3 separate regions of the Pan troglodytes genome follow, and regions 1 and 2 are each linked to region 3. Evidence: chromatin contacts called from public Hi-C and HiChIP or PLAC-seq data. All regions are on one chromosome and are shown on one strand. Each heading gives the region's core, a stretch centred on a gene start, on an enhancer-like site or on the middle of the called end of the contact. The rest is flanking DNA. Distances are from core to core; before and after follow the strand shown.

Region 1 (4,657 bases), core at 1,026-3,525, 130 kb before region 3:
TTGGTTTAATCTTATTTGCCAGTCTCAAGTAAAAAAGAAACAAACGTGGAAACAGATGTGTTGAATACAGGTACATCTAATCTTAACACACCATTTCTGGAAAAATAAAAGACAGAATTGGGTAGTAATAAGGTCTGACCAAACTATAAGCTCCTTATCTACAGAAATATTATTAAAGGGGCATCAATGAAGCCACCAAGCAATGGCAATACTGACCCTGCCATTTACTTATTATGATTACTGCCCTATTCCTCTGAGAAATTCATTTCTACAGTTAAGATAGCTTAGGATCGGCCGGGTGTGGTGGCTCACACCTGTAATCCCGATACTTTGGGCGGCCCAGGTGGGTGGATCACGAGGTCAGGATCACGAGGTCAGGAGATCAAGACCATCCTGCCCAACATGGTGAAACCCCATCTCTACTAAAAACACAAAAATTAGCCGGCCATGGTGGCAGGTACCTGTAATCCCAGCTACTCGGGAGGCTGAGGCCACGAGAATCGCTTAAACCTGGGAGGCAGCGGTTGCAGTGAGCGAGATCACAACACTGCACTCCAGCATGGGCAAAAGAGCGAGAGTCAGTCTCAAAAAAAAAAGAACTATATTGGTACAATCACAGTAACTTATTTCGATGCCTTTCTGCAGACAGGAAACTGGAAAAAATAATCATTTTCACTGTTAATTTATACAGCTGTAGCCAGTAACATGTTTTTCCATCTATCAAAATAGCCCTGACCATCTTATAATAATTCTAAAATTAAAGGAGCTAGTCAATTGCAATATGAAATTTTAAAAGCTGGTCAGATTTGCCCTCTTTTCTCCTTCTAAATCAAGTTTTCAAACTAAAAGTTTCTATGTTGGATCAAGTACAGTTCTAAACGCTGTGTATTTATCTAGTACTGACTTTATGAAAGTAGCCCATCAACAGTCAACTGCGCACATGCACTGTGTACGTTCGTTGTATACGTGTGTTTGCATGTGTGTAGGGATGTATGTAGAGAATAAAGTAAAACAAGCTTCATGCCGCTCTATCCACATTTCTGCCCAGTATCTCTTGGGACCAAGAGTATCCATTTTCAAGACAGAAGGTCAGAAATTAATCCAGTTTTTTTGTTATTGTTTTACCTGAAATGGGGGGACAGGTGGGAGGACAAAAGAGAATAAAGCAGATTCCTGGGCATCTCCACACATGTAGATCAGATCCTCTGGGAGTGAGGCCCAGGATTCTGAATTTTCAGTTCCCAACGTGATTCTTTTGCACATTAAGATCAGCAAGCAAAGAGAAGACTTAGGGCTCTCGGGGCCCGTGATTAAAGCCTTAGCGGTACTCAGGCTCAGGCTGATTTCTGACATAAGAGAAAGAAGAGATTATTGTCCTTATGCCCTTAGTGTGGACTCTGGACAGAGCAATGGACTAATGAGGGCGTTGGGATTCTAGTCCGTGCTCCGTCACGGGTGAGTCCATACTACAGGCAAATGTATCTCCCTGGGTCTCTCTGGTCTGCACACTGAAGGGGCTGCACTCTATAGCCCAAGCCTCCACGGCTCCAGACTCCTTGAACTGAGGCTGACCGAGGCGCATGCACGATCGAGGGGCTCGAGCACCAAGCGCGGCTGGCCCCCAGGATCGGGGTCTCGCGGCACAAAGGGCGACAGGGCAGCCAGGCCGCGCCCACGCCCCGTGCCCGCGCGCCGGGAACTCCTGCTGTCGGCACGCGCCCCTCCCGCCGCCCCTCGAGCGCGCCGATGCTGGGGATCCCCGGGGCGAGGTGGCCGCCATTACCCGAACGCGGCCGCGGGTCCGGCCCGTGGGACGTGGATCCCGGGCTTCAGCGCTGAGAGCAGCAGCCGCAGGCGCAACACGCCCCGGCCGCCCAGCACAGCCACCATGGTCACAGGTCGCGTAGCTGCCGGGAGCGCGCATGCGCTAAGACCAAGCGCGGTACCCGGCCCACTCTGCCCCGAAGCCACGCCCTCTGCTCCGCCCATCTCGCCTCTCCATCCTGCTCCGCCCTCTGCCCGCCCCGCCCCGAAGCCACGCCCTGCCGGGTGCTTTCCCATGGGCGACCGAAACTCGGCTCGTGGTTTCGCAGTCCTGGAACGGCCGGCACCCGCGTAGACCGTCCCCTCTCGGTGCTGGCTCTGGCTCCCGGGACGAGTGTCCCCGTCGGCGCTGCCCCGCCCTCGCTCGTCGCCTCAGCGACCATGGCTTTTCCAGGAGGCGAGGCCGCCAGCCATAGCGCCTTCGCTGCGTGGGCGTCCAGGCGGGGCTCCGGAGTGGGCGGGGCTCCGGAGTGGGCGGGGCTCCGGCTCTAGGCAGGCTGCTATGTTGGATCAAGTAAAGTTCTAAACGCTGTGCACCTATCTAGTACTGACTAGTACTAGGAAGTGTATTTGCTTTTCAGAGATGATGGGATCTAAATTTTGTTTATACCACTTCACACCCATTAGGATGGCTACTAGCAAAACCCCCAGAAATTAGTGTTGGTGAAGATGTAGAGAAATTGAAGCCCTTGTATATTGCTGTTGGGAATGTAAAATGGTGCAGCCACTGTGATGAACAATACTGCGGTTCCTCAACAAATCAGTTATATGATCCAGCATTTTCTTTTCTGGGTATATAACCCAAAAGAATTTAGAACAGGGTGTACAAGAAGAAATGTTTTTACACTCACGTTGACAGCGGCACTATTCACAATAGCCAAAAGGGTGGAAGCAATTTAAGTGTCCAAAAACAGATACATGGATAAGCAAAATGTTGTCTGTGCATGCAAGGGAACGTTTTTTAGCCTGAACAAAGAACGAAATTCTGACACTTGCTACTACATGGATGAACCTGGAGGACACTATGCTGAGGGAGGTAAGCCAGTCAAAAAAAGACAAATACTGTGTGATTCCACTTATATAATAAGGTACCTAGAGGAGTCAAACTTATAGGGACAGAAAATAGAATGGGGGTTGTTGAGGGCTGGTGGAAGGGGGAATGGAAAGTTGGTGTTTCATGGGGACAGAGTTTCAGTTTGGAGAGATGAAAAAGTCCTGGGGATGGATTTTGGTGATGCCTGCATTACATTGTGAGTGTACTTACTGCCACTGAACTACACACCTAAAAGTGGTTTAAGTGGTAAGTTTTATGTATGTTTTACCACAATTAATTTTTTTCTTTTGGCTGTATAATTGCAGCTTTATAAAGGTTATAGACATTATCTAATTGAAATCTCAGTGGAGAAAAAAAACAACTATTTCTTTTTAAGTCAATCGTTCTGCCTTAATTGGAAATAACTGGCAGATTTGTGGCTACTGTTGTAGCCTTGGCTTGAATAATTGGAGACAACAGCTTCTTTGCATATTGCATTTCTTTTCCTCCAAGAGACCTTTTTGGTGTAACAGTCAGTCCTGTGAGCACAGTGCTTGTAGGTGTTACACTCATAGAAATTTCTGTCACCTGCAGTGTCCTCACTGGCCCATTGGGCTTTCTTGAGTAGTAAAGGCAGTTTTGGCCTAAATACAGACTATGCAAAAGTTTTCATATTCTACTCTCAACATAAATCTATCACATTAATTCCTGCATAAAAGGAAAGAGACATATATAATGTTTGAGTTTAATATCATTTGACTTTCAGAAATCTTTGGTGAGGTCAGTATTTCCTTTTTTCCTGATATGTTGATTGGGGTTTCATCTCAGAAATGATAAAAATAGCTGTCTGTACAGTTTCAACACCAGTTACCCTTGTGCTAATAAAAAACGGTAGCACTGAGTTTTAGGTTATTGGTGTCACAATTTTTTTTTTTTTTTTTTGAGACGGAGTTTTGGTCTTGTTGCCCAGGCTGGAGTGCAATGGCGCAATCTCAGCTCACTGTAACCTCTGCCTCGCAGGTTCAAGCAATTCTCCTGCCTCAGCCTCCTGAGTAGCTGAGATTACAAGCACCCGCCACCATGCCCGGCTAATTTTTGTAATTTTAGTAGAGACGAGGTTTTGCCATGTTGGCCAGGCTGGTCTCAAACTCCTGACCTCAGGTGATCCACCCGCCTCAGCCTCCTAAAGTGCTAGGATTACAGGTGTGCGCCACCGCGTCCAGCGTGGTGTCACTATTTTTAAGTAACATACCTGACAACCAGTTCTTTATATATAGCAAGATTGTACAGTTTAAAAAAACTGCCATTTTTGTGCCAGGCACCTTACGATGCATCATATTTCTTTAATCTTCACATCAGCCTTCTGTGCTATTGCACTCTTCATTTATAGATGAGGCAACTGAGGCTAAGAAAGGTTAGGAAGCAAGCCCTAGGTAACACAGCTGAAAAGTAATTTTGAGCTGCTCAATTTCAGGACTCTATACTTGGATAATGACAGCGAAAGGTTAGGAAGCAAGGCCTGGGTAACACAGCTGAGAAGGGGCAGAGGGGAGTTTTGAGCCGCTCAATTTCAGGACTCTATACTTGGATAATGATGGCGAAAGGTTAGGAAGCAAGGCCTGGGTAACACAGCTGAGAAGGGGCAGAGGGGAGTTTTGGGCTCTCAATTTCAGGACTCTATACTTGGATGATGATGATTGCTATTATTATTGAGGCACGGTGTGATCACAGCTCCCCACAGCCTCAAACTCCTGGGCTCAAGTGATCCTCCCACCTTAGCCTCCCAAGAAGCTAGGACTA
Region 2 (4,257 bases), core at 1,297-3,796, 150 kb after region 3:
CCCAAAATTCATATGTTGAAACTTTATCACCAATGTGATAGTATTAAGAGGTAGAGCCTTAAGAAGTGCTTAAGTCATGAGGGCAGAACCGTCATGGGTGGGATTTGGGCCCCTGAGGGAGTGCGTTCATCCCTTTCCATCCCTCCCACTGCCACGTGAAGATACAGTATATTTCCCCCTTGGATGCAGCAACAAGGTGCCATTTTGGAAGCAGAGAGCAGCCCACACCAGGCACCAAATATGTGGGTGCCTTATTCTTGGACTTCCCAGCCTCCAGAACTGTGAGCAATACATTTCTGTTTTTAATAAATTGCCCAATCACAGGTATTTATTTATAGCAGCACAAATGGACTATGACAGAAATTGATACTGAGAATGGGATGTTGCTATAACTAATACCTAAATATGTGGAAACAGCTTTGAAACTGAGTAATGGGTAGAGGCTGGAAGAATTTGGAGATGCATGCTGGAAAAAGCCTGTATAGACATGAACAGAGCTTTAAGGGAAATTAAGGGTGAGGGCTCAGAAGACAAGGAGAACTGTAGGGAGAGCCTAAATCATCTTAGAGATTAATTAAGTGGTCTGGTCTTGATCAGAATGCGGTTAGAAGTATAGATGGTAAAGACACTTTTGATGAGATCTTAAAAGGAAACTGGAGGAAAGGTCATCCTTGTTACACAGTGGCAATGAACTTGGCTGAATTGTGTATATGTCCTAGTGTTTTCTGAATGGCAGAACTTAAAGGCAATAAACTAGGATATTTGATGGAAGAAATCTCTGAGCAAAGCGTTGAGAGTGCAGCATGGCTTCTCTTGACTGCTTGTAGTAAAATGTGAGCAGAGAGAATGAATTAAAGACGAAGTTTATAATCAAGAGGGAAGCAGAGCTTAAAGTTTTGGAAAATTCTCAGCCTGGCCATGTAAAGAATGAAAAGGCATGTTTGGGAGGGAACACCAAGAGCGCTGCCAGGTTCACATTTGATAATGAGATGAGTATGTGTAGAAGGAAGCCAGATGCTATTTATCAAGACAATGGAAGAATGAACCCAAAGGCATTTCTGAGGTTACTGGTGCTGGATTCTCATCCCTGTCCCAGAGTGCCAGGACCCTGAGGGCAGAATAGTTTTAAGGGAGGACTCAGGACACCATGGAACCTTGGGGCTTGCTGCCTAGGGCTGCCTCAAGTCTCTGCCCCCCCACCCCCCACATTCTGGTGCAGCACTCTTTGGCCACCATCCCAGGTGTGGCTTATGCAGGCCCTTGTCAGGCCACCCTTCCTGTAAGCCTTGGCAGAGTCCACGTGATGCTAACTCTGCAGGTGCACAGAGTGCACGAACTGTGGAGACACAGCCACCTCCACCTAGATTTTGAAGGATGTGTTGGGGACCCTGGGGGCCCAGTCTGAGAATTGTCACTGAGGTGAGGCTGCTGCAGAAAACCCTCACTAGGGCAATGTTTAGTCGAGCAGTGGGATTGGGGCCACTGCAGAGAGCCCCAACTAGAGTAATATCTAGTGGAGCTGTGGGAACAGGGCTGTCCCTGAGAACCCAGAACTGTCCAGCCACCAGCATGCAAGTCTATCCTGGGAGAGCCTAGACCTCAACCTGTGAGAGCTGCTGCATGTGTTGCACCTGGCAAATCCATGGGAGTGGATCCCCTGGACCCTAGGGGACCCAGTCCCCACCCCCATGTGCTCGGAATGGGGGACACAGCATCAAAGAAGATTATTCTGAAGCCCCAAGATTTAATGCTGTTTGCCTTGTTGGGTTTGGACTTACTTGGGACCAGATACTCCTTTCTTCTTGCCTGCTTCTCCCTTTGGGAATGGGAATGTACGTCCTATGCCTGTCTCACCACTGTATTTTGAAGGCCTGTAACCTATTTGATTTCACGGGCTCATAGCTGGAGGGGAATTTCACTTAGGATGAATTGTACTTTGAATCTTATGCCTTTCTAATTTAGAAGATATTTAGGTGACACTTTGGACTTACATTTTAAAGTTGATACTGGAACTTTGGAGGCCACTGGGATACAATGCATGCATTTTGCATGTGAGAGGGGTATGAATTTGGAGGGCCGGGGCAGAATGCTATGCTTTGAATGTCTGTGTTCCCTGCAAAATTCATGCTGAAACAATCCTCAATGCAATACTAACAGGTGGTGCCTTTAGGAGGTGATTGGATTATGAGGGCACCTTCCTCATGAATGGGATTGGCCCCTTATACGAGAGACTTCACATGAGATTTGGCCCCTTTTGCCCTTCCACTTTCCACCATTGAGGACGCAGCAGCAAGCTGTCATCTTGGAAACACAGAGCAGGTGTTTGGAACTGGTTCTGTTTCATCTGATTCTGGGGGGCCCCTCTTTTTCCCTGTGCAAGATCCCCAAATTTGCTTCCTTCTCTCAAAGAAAGCTCCCAATATAGATGGGACTCAAAGGGAGTCATTTGCCCTCTAAGAGGTGTCACAATATGTCGTCTCAGTCATTCACACCTTAGTAAGAAAAAGCTTTTCAGGTCCTTGCCAGAGATTCGGGGAAAGGCTTTGAACTGAGAAAGGCGCCGCTCCCCTGAGGAGGGCGCTGCCCGGAAGCCACGCTCACTTCTGCTTGCACTTAGGCAACCTCGGGAGCTCGGACTCCTACGCAGTCACCGGGAAGGGCCGCCGCCCCGCCCGCGGCTGCTGGCCCGGGTGACACTTCCGCATGCTATAAGAGCAGCGGCCCTTGGTGCCTCCTTCCTGACCTCGCACCCAGCTCGGAGCCCGGAGCGTGCCTCGGCGGCCTATCGGGTAAGGCCGGGCCTCGGAGCGGTGGCGCGGGGGCGGGCTGCGGGGAGAGGCCAGGCTCCCTCGCTCAGCTTCCAGCCCAGCACCCACCACCCCCCAGGCTCAGGCCCATCAGACCCGCAGCTCCCTGCGCTCCGCCTCCCCGCCAGCTTCGCGCCCCCATCCCTTCCGGGCGCCCCGTCTGAGACAGAAGACCTCTGATCCCCCGCCCCCGCCTGGGTACAGGCCGGGCCAGCCTGCGAGGGAGGGAGGGAGGGAGGGAGGGAGGAAGGACGACAGATGCAGGCGGAAGGCAAGACTGAAACCTGAGATCAGAATGTTGTCCCTTCTCCCTGAATTCCCTTCCCCCCAGAGCTGTTTGTGACAGTTTCCAGGCAGCCCAGGGCCAAGCCGCGGCTCCTATCTGCAGCTGCAGGGAGAGAGAGGAGGAACCCCGTGCGATTCTAGAGACGATTTCACGACAAGGAGAAATCAGCTCTGTGCTTACATGCCGAGCAGCCAGCACAGTTCTTCTTTGCCTGTCCTCGGGGGAAATCAGGGCTCTGAGAGTGGAGATCGAGATGGGCTAGTGGGTGGCGGATGGGACGCTGCACCGCCAGACCCTGGACTGTGGTGGGTTTCCAAACTGGCACATCCTACACCGGCTCTGAGACTGTGGGCACTGGACCTCATACCTTTTGAACCTCAAAAATAAGGAAGAATTATATTATTATAATAATTACAGTGATACCTTTGCTGGAGTTTTAATGCATAGTAGGTAGCTGAGTCTCTGATAGAAGGCTCTTAGTTCAGGTGAAGGTAGGCAATGGATTCATTGCCCAATGAATCAGAGACTTGAATCAAAGGCTCAGAAGCACGTGCGCTCCCACACATAGGTTGGGAGGACCCAGGGCTGGGTGGATCCTCCCACCCCGCTAAAGCTGGGGTGGCTGGGGCCTGCCTGACCCCCACCCCACCCCCAGACTCACCTGTCTGCAAGGTCAGAGCCCTTTAGGGCACCCTGGGTGCCCTAAAATCCCCTGTAACTGCGGAGTCCTTGGCCAGAATAGTTCCACATTTGTGGGCCTGGGAAAGTGTTCTTGCCCTGCTGGAATAAAAAAGCGGGGAGAAAGTACAAGATCCAGGATGCCTCAGGGCGGTTGGCAGAAATTGAGGAAGCTTCTGGAGAAATAGTGCTGCCTAATCTGCTGGCGTGGGCAGTGGGCACCATGGGGACCCTGTTCTGTGTTGCAGTTTTCACCATGGAGCAGCTGAGCTCAGCAAACACCCGCTTCGCCTTGGACCTGTTCCTGGCGTTGAGTGAGAACAACCCGGCTGGAAACATCTTCATCTCTCCCTTCAGCATTTCATCTGCTATGGCCATGGTTTTTCTGGGGACCAGAGGTAACACGGCAGCACAGCTGTCCAAGGTCAGCAGAAACAAAAAAAGGGGTCTGCTTTCCTCCCATCTCCCTACGAATGGACAGTCTGC
Region 3 (4,048 bases), core at 1,100-3,599:
GGGAAAATTAAAACTAAGGGTAGTGTCAGTAGGAATCTTGGTTCCTGCCAGTTTTGTTGTTTGTTAGCATATCTTCCTTTACAGGTAGTATGGTTTCATTTTCGTAAAAATGCTGCATAAACGTAGCTGGGTATGTTACTCATTGCAGTGCCTGCTGATTTCGCTGGACCCCACCCTGCTTTTGCTGCCCAACGCGATAGCATATGGGACAGAGCTAAATTCCTACTCAGCTTTAACTCTGCTTATTTTCAGGAAAAACAATGCCTGTGTTTTGAAGTTCCTTCTTGGGACGAAACCAGCTGAAGCTGGCGAAATCCAAGATGGCGCCTCTGACGAGCCTCTGGCTTTATTATCATCCAGTTCTCATGCTAAACAACACTCCCACCAGCGCCGTGACAATTGACAGTCGCCATGACAACGACTGGAAGAGACCAAGAAGGGACAGAAAAAAAGGGGTTCCTTGATTCCGGGAAAAATCTCCGTTCTTTCCCAAGAAAAGCATGAATATTCCCCCCCGTGCTCTTAATGCCCAGCCCCTTCATTAAAGACACCCTACCTCTGTAACTTCCCAGCTCTCACCAGCTAAGTTGATTTCAGATCTTCCAATTCCAGAGCCATTGAATAAAGCCTGCACTGCTTGACACACTCCCTTTCGGTTTCGTGCATTGGCCTCACCACACAACAGGAAACAATCCTTTTTGGGATAACCGGGACTCCCGGTAACATTTCCATATATACATATCTTAATGTATGCAAGGGCGTCTGGGGGAGAAAGAAGAAGCACATTTCATTCTTTGCTTTCTATAATACTGGATTGCTTGAGTTTGTGACAAGGACACCCGTTAACATTTGCAACATTTTTAAACTAAATTGTATGTATTATAGAACAGTCCTCTGCGCTGAGCTTGGACTTAAAGTGGAAAGGCTTACATTTGCAGAATTAAAAACAGCATCGAAACATTCTGTGGCAAGAAGTCCTGCGAGCCTTCTCGCCCCAGCCCGGTTTCCCGCGGGCCCCAGCCTCATCCCCTAAGGCCCCACCCTGAGAGCCCCCAGGCCCCAGCCGCGTCCTCCTGGACCCCTCCCAGGCGTGGCGAGCCGGGTCGCGGGAGCGCTCCGCCACCAGGGGGCAGTGCGGCGCCGACCGTGGGCTGCTGGCTCGGGCGAGGGCACCCAGGCGCCCTCCGCTGCAGCGGGCTGGGCGCAGAGGGGCGGGCTCTTGCCAGGCAGCAGGCGCTCCGGGCGCAGCTGGGAGGAAGGAACGCCCCCGGGAGTGGGCGGCGGCCGAGGGACCCTGGAACCGTCCTCCCCGGCGGAGGCCCCCGCAGCTCCCGCAGCCCCCCTCATCCCGGACGGGCCGGGGATTGGGACTGGCCTGGGGTCTCCTACTCTCCTACTCCGCGCAGGAAGTAGCCCCTTGGCAGGACCGGCGGTGCCCGCTGCTTTCAGGAGCCCCGAGCCGCTTTTGTCTGGGTGCAGCTCAGCTCACATCCCCGATGCAAGTCTTTCCCGGCTCGTCTCCCCCTTCTTCCCGGAGTCCATGCCTTGCTGTCGGTGACTCATCCCACACTGTGCCCTGCGACTCACCCTGTCGCTTTCTCTGTTCATCGGGGAGCGCGGCGCCATCTCCCTCGAGCCCCGCCTCCCCTACAGTGCTCCGTGCTGAGGTCGCACGTTCTCTCCTCCCTCCAGCTCCCTGGCTCTTGGCCCTTCCCAGGCCACCAGGCGACAGCAGCCTCCGCCTTCATTTCCTTGGTCATTTCAGGCGCATGCTTGGAGGATTTCAGCATCTGACTCAGCTTCCCCGCCATGCATCCCTCCACCAGCATCCAGTCACACCTCTGCAGCCTTCAGTGTCCTGGAAAGGACTGACCAATCTGACCCATTAGAACCTACCCAGACCAATTTGAAGGCCACTGCCGCTCAACCGTGGCCACCCACTCCTGCCCCACCTGGAGCCCCAAACTGCTCAGTTCCTTCTCTAAAACTCTCCCCTCTTTTGTTTGTTGTGAATAACTGTCTTCCCTGGTTCTTTCCACACCTCTCTGGCCTCTCCTTGTCTTTTTCTAGTTCTTTTTTTCTCTATTCTCCCTTATGCACTGGCCTTGCTGGAGGTCCCTGCTCTCCCTGCAAAACCTCACCACACCCTTGACTTCAGCTATATCCATTTCACCTCACGTTGACATCTGGTGCCTAGACCTCTCTCCCGAGCCTTCCACACCATGCCAAAAATGAAATTCATTTTCTCCTCTAAATTTGCTCACCTTTTTGTTTTCCCAATCTTATTTATTGTCACAGCCATTCCCCTGCTGGTCCAAGTCAGTAGTCTGAGAGTCATGCTAGACTCCTCCTTCCTTATCTACCCATCCACCAATCCCCAAGCCCTGTCTATCCTCCTTTTTTTTTTTTTCCAGTCAGAGTCTTGCTGTGTTGCCCAGGCTAGAGTGCAATGGCACGATCTCGGCTCACTGCAATCTTTGCCTCCCGGGTTCAAGTGATTCTCCTGCCTCAGCCTCCTGAGTAGCTGGGATTACAGGCGCATGTCACCACGCCCAGCTAATTTTTGTATTTTTAGCAGAGATGAGGTTTTGCCATGTTGGCCAGGCTGGTCTTGAACTGCTGACCTCGTGATCCGCCTGCCTCTGCCTCCCAAAGTGCTGGGATTACTGGCATGAGCCACTGTGCCTGGTCGTCTATCCTCCTTTTTAAACAGCTCTGCCATGTGTGCCTGTCTCCCCTGACAGCTCACCCTCATGCTATTTGTCCACATTGCTGCAGAGTAGTCTTTTGCATACACCAGGAGTTCCCAACCCCCGGGCCACAGACCTGACTGGTCTGTAGCCTGTTAGGAACCAGGACACAGAGCAAGAGGTGAGCCACCAGTGAGTGAGCTAGTGAAGCTTTATCTGTATGTGCAGCTGCTCCCCATTGCTTGCATTACCACCAGAGCTCTGCCTCCTATCAGATCAGGCAGCATTAGATTCTTATAGGAGCACAAACCCTACTGTGAACTGCACACATAAGGGATCTAGGATGTGCGCTCCTTATGAGAATCTAATGCCTGATAATCTGCCGTTGTCTTCATCACCCCCAGATGGGGCCAGATAGTTGCAGGAAAACCAGCTCAGGGCTCCCACTGAAAATAAAGTGCACAAGAAGTGTCATATGCTTGAATCATCCCGAAACCATCCTCTGCTGTCCAAGGAAAAATAGTTTTCCACAAAACCCCTCCCTGGTGCCAAAAAGGTTGGGATGGTTGCCATACATAACTCTGATGATGAGACCACGAAGCTCAGAATCCTCCAGAGGCTCTCCACTGCCTGTAAGATGAAATAAAACTTATGGGTGTGACTTATCCATAAGGGCCCAGTCTAAACTGCCTCATATTTAATTATATAGTAAGCTATTTGTTTCCTCAAACGTATATATTTTGGCCCATTTCCCAGTCTCCTAGGTTGGAATATGCTCTGTGTGTCACCTGGCCAGCTCACGCTCTTTCTCATTCTCAGCTCAAGTGTTAGGGACTCTATGACACCTTTCTTGATTCTCCCAGTCAGACATATTGTTGCTACTTTTTCTGAACACTTATCCTTTTATCCTTAGCACCACTAAAGCACATATCACATCAGATTTCACTTGTTTGCACATCTGTCTGGCATCTTGAGCCCAGGGACCGTGTCGCCTGTCTTCATGTCCCCAGGCCCTAGTGTAGCTCCCAGCCTATAGTGAGTGCAGAATAAAAGTCTGTAGAATGAGGCCAGGCGCGGTGGCTCATGCCTGTAATCCCAGCACTTTGTGAGGCCAAGGTGGGCAGATCACGAGGTCAGGAGTTTGAGACCAGCCTGACCAACATGGTGAAACCTCGTCTCTACTAAAAATACAAAAAATAGCCGGGTGTGGTGGCACGCGCCTGTAATCCCAGCTACTCAGGAGGCTGAGGCAGGAGAATCGCTCAAACCTAGGAGGTGGAAGTTGCAGTAAGCTGAGATCGCGCCGCTGCACTCCAGCCTGTGCAACAGAGTGAGACTCCGTCTCAAAAAAAAAAAAA

Evidence for each region. A called contact is a pair of places that touch in the nucleus more often than the background predicts. HiChIP or PLAC-seq counts read pairs in DNA pulled down with a chosen protein or histone mark.
Region 1: a contact with region 3 is called in an H3K4me3 HiChIP or PLAC-seq map of stem cell-derived excitatory neurons, with 2.1 times the contacts expected there. The contact joins the promoter of BPHL here to the promoter of NQO2 in region 3. A contact is called at or near these places in 1 of 7 Hi-C or Micro-C datasets (stem cell-derived neural progenitor cells) and 1 of 1 datasets of contacts at active chromatin or transcription factors (stem cell-derived excitatory neurons).
Region 2: a Hi-C map of stem cell-derived neural progenitor cells shows a contact between it and region 3, with 8 times the contacts expected there. The contact joins the promoter of SERPINB1 here to the promoter of NQO2 in region 3. A contact is called at or near these places in 5 of 7 Hi-C or Micro-C datasets (blood, induced pluripotent stem cells, a lymphoblastoid cell line and 1 more), 1 of 1 datasets of contacts at active chromatin or transcription factors (stem cell-derived excitatory neurons) and 1 of 1 other capture datasets (stem cell-derived neural stem cells).

What each region holds. Positions count from the first base shown.
Region 1 is chr5:9,067,118-9,071,774 of NHGRI_mPanTro3-v2.0_pri, reverse strand. BPHL (biphenyl hydrolase like) reads right to left here and starts at 2,275. Exons shown (of 8, transcript XM_009450409.4): 1 at 2,069-2,275; 2 at 1,126-1,346. The coding sequence starts at 1,181.
Region 2 is chr5:8,786,268-8,790,524 of NHGRI_mPanTro3-v2.0_pri, reverse strand. It overlaps SERPINB1 (serpin family B member 1), which reads left to right and starts at 2,546. Exons shown (of 7, transcript XM_003311015.7): 1 at 2,546-2,789; 2 at 4,020-4,195. The coding sequence starts at 4,028.
Region 3 is chr5:8,932,807-8,936,854 of NHGRI_mPanTro3-v2.0_pri, reverse strand. NQO2 (N-ribosyldihydronicotinamide:quinone dehydrogenase 2) reads right to left here and starts at 2,349. Exons shown (of 9, transcript XM_024357009.3): 1 at 2,265-2,349; 2 at 580-762. It also overlaps the pseudogene LOC107975031.